2 separate regions of the Hordeum vulgare genome follow, and region 1 is linked to region 2. Evidence: chromatin contacts called from public Hi-C data. All regions are on one chromosome and are shown on one strand. Each heading gives the region's core, a stretch centred on a gene start, on an enhancer-like site or on the middle of the called end of the contact. The rest is flanking DNA. Distances are from core to core; before and after follow the strand shown. Region 1 holds the start of LOC123407405 (phospholipase SGR2). Region 2 holds the start of LOC123411206 (far upstream element-binding protein 1-like).

Region 1 (2,918 bases), core at 189-2,688, 250 kb after region 2:
TATTCATCATGCGGTCCTTTTAAGTGGATAACGCCCCCCACGCCCGTCCTGCTCCTCACCTTTCGCGGTGGTCCGGTGGCTGCGCTCCGCGAGGTGGAAGATGGATGGGGAGAAGAGGGGCGGGGGCAGGGATGGGGAGGGAATGGTACAGGGGCGGGGGTGGGCCGGAGCTTGCGGACTTGTGAATCGGGTATGCAGCGAGGCTGCTGGCCGGATCTGAAGCACGATGCCATGGCACGTCCTCTACTTCAGCACCGACAGGGGGGTGTTGCTGCTCTGGCCAGCCACCACGGCTGCACACTCCAGGAGACCCCCACGGCCTGCTACGTAGCATAGGGCGACGACAACGACGGGTGACGGTTCAGCAAGAAGCCGACGAGAACAACCCTTCTACGAGTTGATACAAATTGGCTGCCGGTTTGTGCAGGCTGCTGCTACCACCTGCCAACGAGGAAGGAACCAAAGAACAGAAATTGGTTGCCGGCTTGTGCAGCAACGGAGTAGCCTGAAGACCCCTCCGACACTACCAGCAGTCTTTGTGTAATAAAAAGAGGGGAGGGAGAGATCGACGGAGGAAGGAGGAGGAATTAGTATAGCTATCCTTCCTATGGCACAACAATCTGGTTGGACGCCATCTCATATTAGTAAATCAGTATGCTATTGCTGCTATCAATATGCTTATCTAAAGATAGGGTTGTTCACCAAATTAGTTGACTAGGATTCATGTCCCCTGTTCCGAACTAGCACCCCAAGTAATTCTATTCTTAATTGATCCATTTTTATGTCATCATGAAACTTAATCTCTACCAAATGTAATTGCTTTACAACGAAGAATGTCAACTCATTTTGTCCCGTTGCAACGCACGGGCATTTTTGCTAGTTTAATTCATAGAGATAAGGGAAAGCAAATTAGCGGCCATGCATGCATCTTTTTCTACATGCATCATGCAAGTCCAATGAAAGGGAGGATGCTATATTTATTGCCTTGAAAATTGAATATGTGAGAAACGTTTCATTAGCTAGTTAGAACTAGTGTCATCCACTCACAGTTCACCTTGGTTGATGAGATTTCAGATTTGAGCCCTATAAACCGAAAAGGAGGAAGTATTTTATAAATGAAGTGTTAGAGGACTGTTTTGGCTCCGAAGAATAGCAACGCTTCGCCAATGACTTCTGAAGGTAAGATTTCGTGTTTGACTTTTTTTCACATGTCACAATGCTAAAGTTTTCCACATAAAAGTTTACGGAGGAATTTAAATGTAACCAAGAACACACAATTTTTTTTGAATTTTTTACATTTGGAAAAAGCATTTTTGACGCGCGGAGTCATGTGCTTATCGGAGGCGAATTTTGGATTTCCAAAGTGTTGGGTCCCTTCTTCTATTGTCAAAAACAAGGTGTTAAAAGAAAAAAGAAACGTAAACTGTGTAGACAGAACCATTGGTCCGCCGCTTCCGTGACACGAGCAGACGACCGGCGGTTGAGCTGGGCGTGTGAGTCAGACCGGGAGGAACCATCCGGATCCGTCCCGTCCCGTTCCTTCCTTCCTTCCGACCCACGGCGAGCGAGGAGACCCACCTCGCCGTCTCACTCCCGTCCCACCGCCGCCTCCTTCCCTCGCCGGCGCCCCCGAATTCGAACCGGCGCGCATGGCGAGGCCGGACGAGAGCTGGGCGCGGAGCACCTCCCCGGGGGACGACGCGTCCACGAGCCACGCGCCCCACCCGGAGGGCGCCTCGCCGGACTCGCTGCGGAACACGCCGTCCAACATCGCCAGGCTCGAGGACGCGATCGAGCACTGCGCCGCCCGCCGCAAGTACCTCGCTCGCACCAAGAGCCCCTCCGACGGCGAGGACGTCCGCTGGTACTTCTGCAAGCTCCCCCTCGGGGACAGAGGTGTGCCTCCCTCCCTCCCTCCCCCCTCCCCTCCTGCTTACTCCAAACGACCCAGTTTCATATACTAGAGGCCTGCTAATTAATCTGATGCGTCGTACTCACCATCGGTGCCCTGGTTCTCCGATCCCATGATCACCTGACGCTAATTGGGTTGTAGGTTTCATGTGAACCAGCATCTGATTGGACTCTTAACGAATGGCGTGATGTAATGCCAAAACACACGTTTGTGCGGTCCCCTAAATCTGCTACTTGGGCTCGTAATTTATGATCCATGCAGCGGCCATCAACAAGCTACTTTACAGTGTTTGTTAATAGTTCGTGTGAAGTGAACTGCTGAATTAACGATGTGTGAAGTTAAACCTGTTGCTGAACTGACCCTTGATGGTCTTGTGTGGTTGCCTGTTGATGCAGTGCTCTCTGCTTCAGTTCCACGGATGGAGATAGTTGGGAAAGGAGACTATTTCAGGTTCAGCATGAGGGACTGCTTGGCATTGGAGGCGTCTTTCTTAGAGGTAACTACTTTAATGCTGATTATTTACTTCTGAATGTTTATTCGCAAGATCACATAAGCTGTAGTGACTCCGCTATAGCTAGCTGCAATGCCGCAACTTTTGAAATACAGTTCACTTAGAAGCAATAACATTGGCAGCACAAGGGATTCCATTGTGTTATTCTAGGTTTGGGCTGTGCTAGTTTATTTTCTTTGACTTGGTTTATTTTCTAGTCTGTATCCCCTTTATAATGTAAGGGGGGCTATAATCTTCATATTTGTTATATCATCATTGTATTACTGGTTTGTAGAGAGAGGAATCGCTGCTGGGGTACTGGTGGAGGGAGTATGCAGAATGCAGTGAAGGGCCAACAGGTTCCTTGGTTAAAGCTGATATGTCAGACTCTGAATATTTGTATAAGGTGGAGGAGGAGAGGGTTGGCGTTCCTGTGAAAGGTGGACTCTATGAGGTTGGTATTTTTATCTAGTATATCCGTCACTACTCATACGCTACCAGGCTCTCTTCTTCATT
Region 2 (2,855 bases), core at 229-2,728:
TTGAAAACTAACCTTATTATCAGGGACTAGCATCTCAAACTGCTCTGAACCTGACTGACCAGACCCAAAACCTTTGGCTATCAAGGCAGGGGAACCGCCAGCCTCAGCCTGGAATATATGCATTGGATGGAGCCTTAGAGATGAACTTCTACAGATATAAGTTCAGCGAACGTGAACTACTTCAAACCCATGAGAAAGTTGATATATTTAGCATACCTCAGCTATAACACTCTTAATAAGCTGCTCGGCCTTGTCAATACTCTCGACAGTTCCAACCAATTCAACTGGACGAGTCATGGCATCTGAAGAAACATCTGCATCCTTTGTGATTTGGATCTTTGCGCCTGAGCTCATTTGCAGGTTTCTGATTGTTTCACCAGCTTTTCCTATTAGAACACCGACCTGCACGAATTTCCACCATCAGCATAAGCAAATTACGTGTGTAAATCAATACTCCATCCGTTCCTAAATATAAGTCTTTTAAGAGATTTGACTAGTGGTCTACATACGAAGCAAAATGAATGAATCTATATTTTAAAATATGTCTATATACATCCGTATGTAGTCCACTAGTGGAATCTTTAGAAAGACTTATATTTAGGTACAGAGGGAGTAGTAGACACGGATGTTATTCTGTATTTGATGCTTTCTATGTTTCCTCTTGTGTTTCCCACAGAATACTGGCTACCAAATTTTGATATGAAGCAGAACCCGACAACAAAAAACAGATTTCATCTATGACACTGTTATACCTTGGTATTGGGCACATCAATTAGGCGGGTAGTCTCCTGCAGGGCACCGGTTGCATCACCTTCTTGCTGTTGTGGCGGTGCTTCAGTTGCGGCCTCCTGTGGCTTGACCTCAGAACTTGTCTGCAGATCGCCGGCAGGAGCAACCTCAGCATTCTGGGCATCTGCCGCACCCTCGGTAACCACAGAGACGGGCTCCTCGGGCTTCTCGAAGGACTCGCTGTTTTGCACGGCATCTGATCCCAACAGAGATAACGAACGGATCAGACGGATTACGATTCCAAGCTTAAGACGAAACCGACCATCTCCGAAACGAGAGGGTCATCGCCGAGACGAGACACTGAACCCTAGGTACAACGCGCACGTGGATAGAGAGGGGTGGGGTGCGAGAGAGATTAACCTGCGCCGTTGCCTTCCACGCGCGGCCGCTTGGCGTCCTCCCCGGCGCCGTTCGCCTCCGCGCCCGCGTCGACCTCATCGAGCTTCCTCTTGTGGTCGCCATCGGCCTCGGCAGACTCTGGTGGCGTGGGGGCGGCTGCCGCAGGGTCAGATGCGGCGTCTTCCTCCACGGCGTCGACGAGGTCTACGACTGGAATCTTCACCTCGGGCGCTGCCTCTGGCGGCGGCGCCGATGCGTCTGAGTCCGCCATGGGGATTAGGGTTTGAGGGTTTTCGCCTCCGGTTTTCGTACGGGGGTGTGGAGGCGCCTGTGGGGATATGCGAGAGAGGAGCCCGTGTCCCGGCCTGTCTTGGTTATATAAAAGCGTGGTCGGAGGCGTATTTTTATTTTTACTTCTAAAGCTCAAGATCTTACGTGCGTCATGGAGAGACACGTATTTGAGTTAGTTCACAGGTAGTGAATAATACTCCCTCCGTTTTTAAATATAAGTATTTTTGAGAATTTTTACTTCTAAAGCTCGAGATCTTACATGCGCCACTGAAAGACACGTATTTGAGTTAGGCCCTGTTTGAAACCACCCAGATTATATAATCCAGTTTTTATAATCTATTCTGTCTCCAAATAGAACAGATTATGATGTAGATTATAAAAACTAGATGGATAGATTATTAAAAACTCATAATCTATTCTACACCAGCTAAAATCAGATTATGGATTGCTAATGACCCATTACCCTTGTAAAGTTGGAGATAATTGCATTCCTACCACCACCATCCTTCTCTTTTAAAAAAACAGAGGGCAGACAGGTCATTATGCAATGTAAGACCTGAATTACAATTTATATAATCTGGACTTCAAACATGTCCACCTAGATTATTTTTATAAACCAGATTATATAATCTATCTTCATAATTCAGATTATCATGATCTATTATGGTTCCAAACAGGGCCTTAGTTCACATGTAGTGAATAATACTTTATCCGTTCTTAAATATAAGCATTTCTAGAGAATTCATTAAGAAACTACATATGAATGCATGTAAACATGTTTTAGACGGTAAATTTATTCATTTTACTTTATACGAGGTTCACTGGTAAAATCTCTAAAAACTTATATTTAGGAACAGAGGGAGTACGTGATTGTAAAGGATTCCACAAGCACACTATAAATAATTTTTACTTCTAAAGCTCAAGATCTTATGTGTGCCATGGAGAGACGCGTATTTGAGTTAGTTCGCGTGCAGTAAATAATACTTCCTCCATTCCCAAATATAATATTTTCTAAAGATTTTAATATGCACTACATATAGATGTATATAGACCTATTTTTTTTATCTTTTCTTAGCTTAAAAACTTATTTTAAAATAAAGGGAGTAGTTTATAATGAAATCTTTAAAATATCGTATATTTAGGACGGAGGTGTACGTGATTGTAATTGAAAAAACAAAGCATTTTTTGTCTTTCCTTTTGTACTTATATGTTTTTCGCTCTTATTATGATGGTTCAGCATTGTTCTAAAGCGTCATATACGCAAAGATACGAATTTGGGTGTGTTTGATAACATGGTTTTTTGGAGAACGGACTTTGAAGGCCGAGCATCGTGGAGCTTGAAAAAAAATTAAAATCAAATTTCAAATATTTAGTTTCAAAAAAATCTAAAATGAATGCAAGTAAAGAAGGATGTTACGTGTATATGTGTGAATTTT

Evidence for each region. Hi-C and Micro-C count contacts between places; a contact is called where the count stands out from the background.
Region 1: a contact with region 2 is called in a Hi-C map of seedling, with 7 times the contacts expected there. The contact joins the promoter of LOC123407405 here to the promoter of LOC123411206 in region 2. A contact is called at or near these places in 5 of 6 Hi-C or Micro-C datasets (leaf, seedling and an unstated tissue) and 1 of 1 datasets of contacts at active chromatin or transcription factors (embryo).

What each region holds. Positions count from the first base shown.
Region 1 is chr7H:434,373,605-434,376,522 of MorexV3_pseudomolecules_assembly, forward strand. It overlaps LOC123407405 (phospholipase SGR2), which reads left to right and starts at 1,439. Exons shown (of 23, transcript XR_006612595.1): 1 at 1,439-1,896; 2 at 2,308-2,408; 3 at 2,698-2,856.
Region 2 is chr7H:434,124,862-434,127,716 of MorexV3_pseudomolecules_assembly, forward strand. It overlaps LOC123411206 (far upstream element-binding protein 1-like), which reads right to left and starts at 1,479. Exons shown (of 7, transcript XM_045104150.1): 1 at 1,150-1,479; 2 at 753-985; 3 at 217-402; 4 at 13-108. The coding sequence starts at 1,399.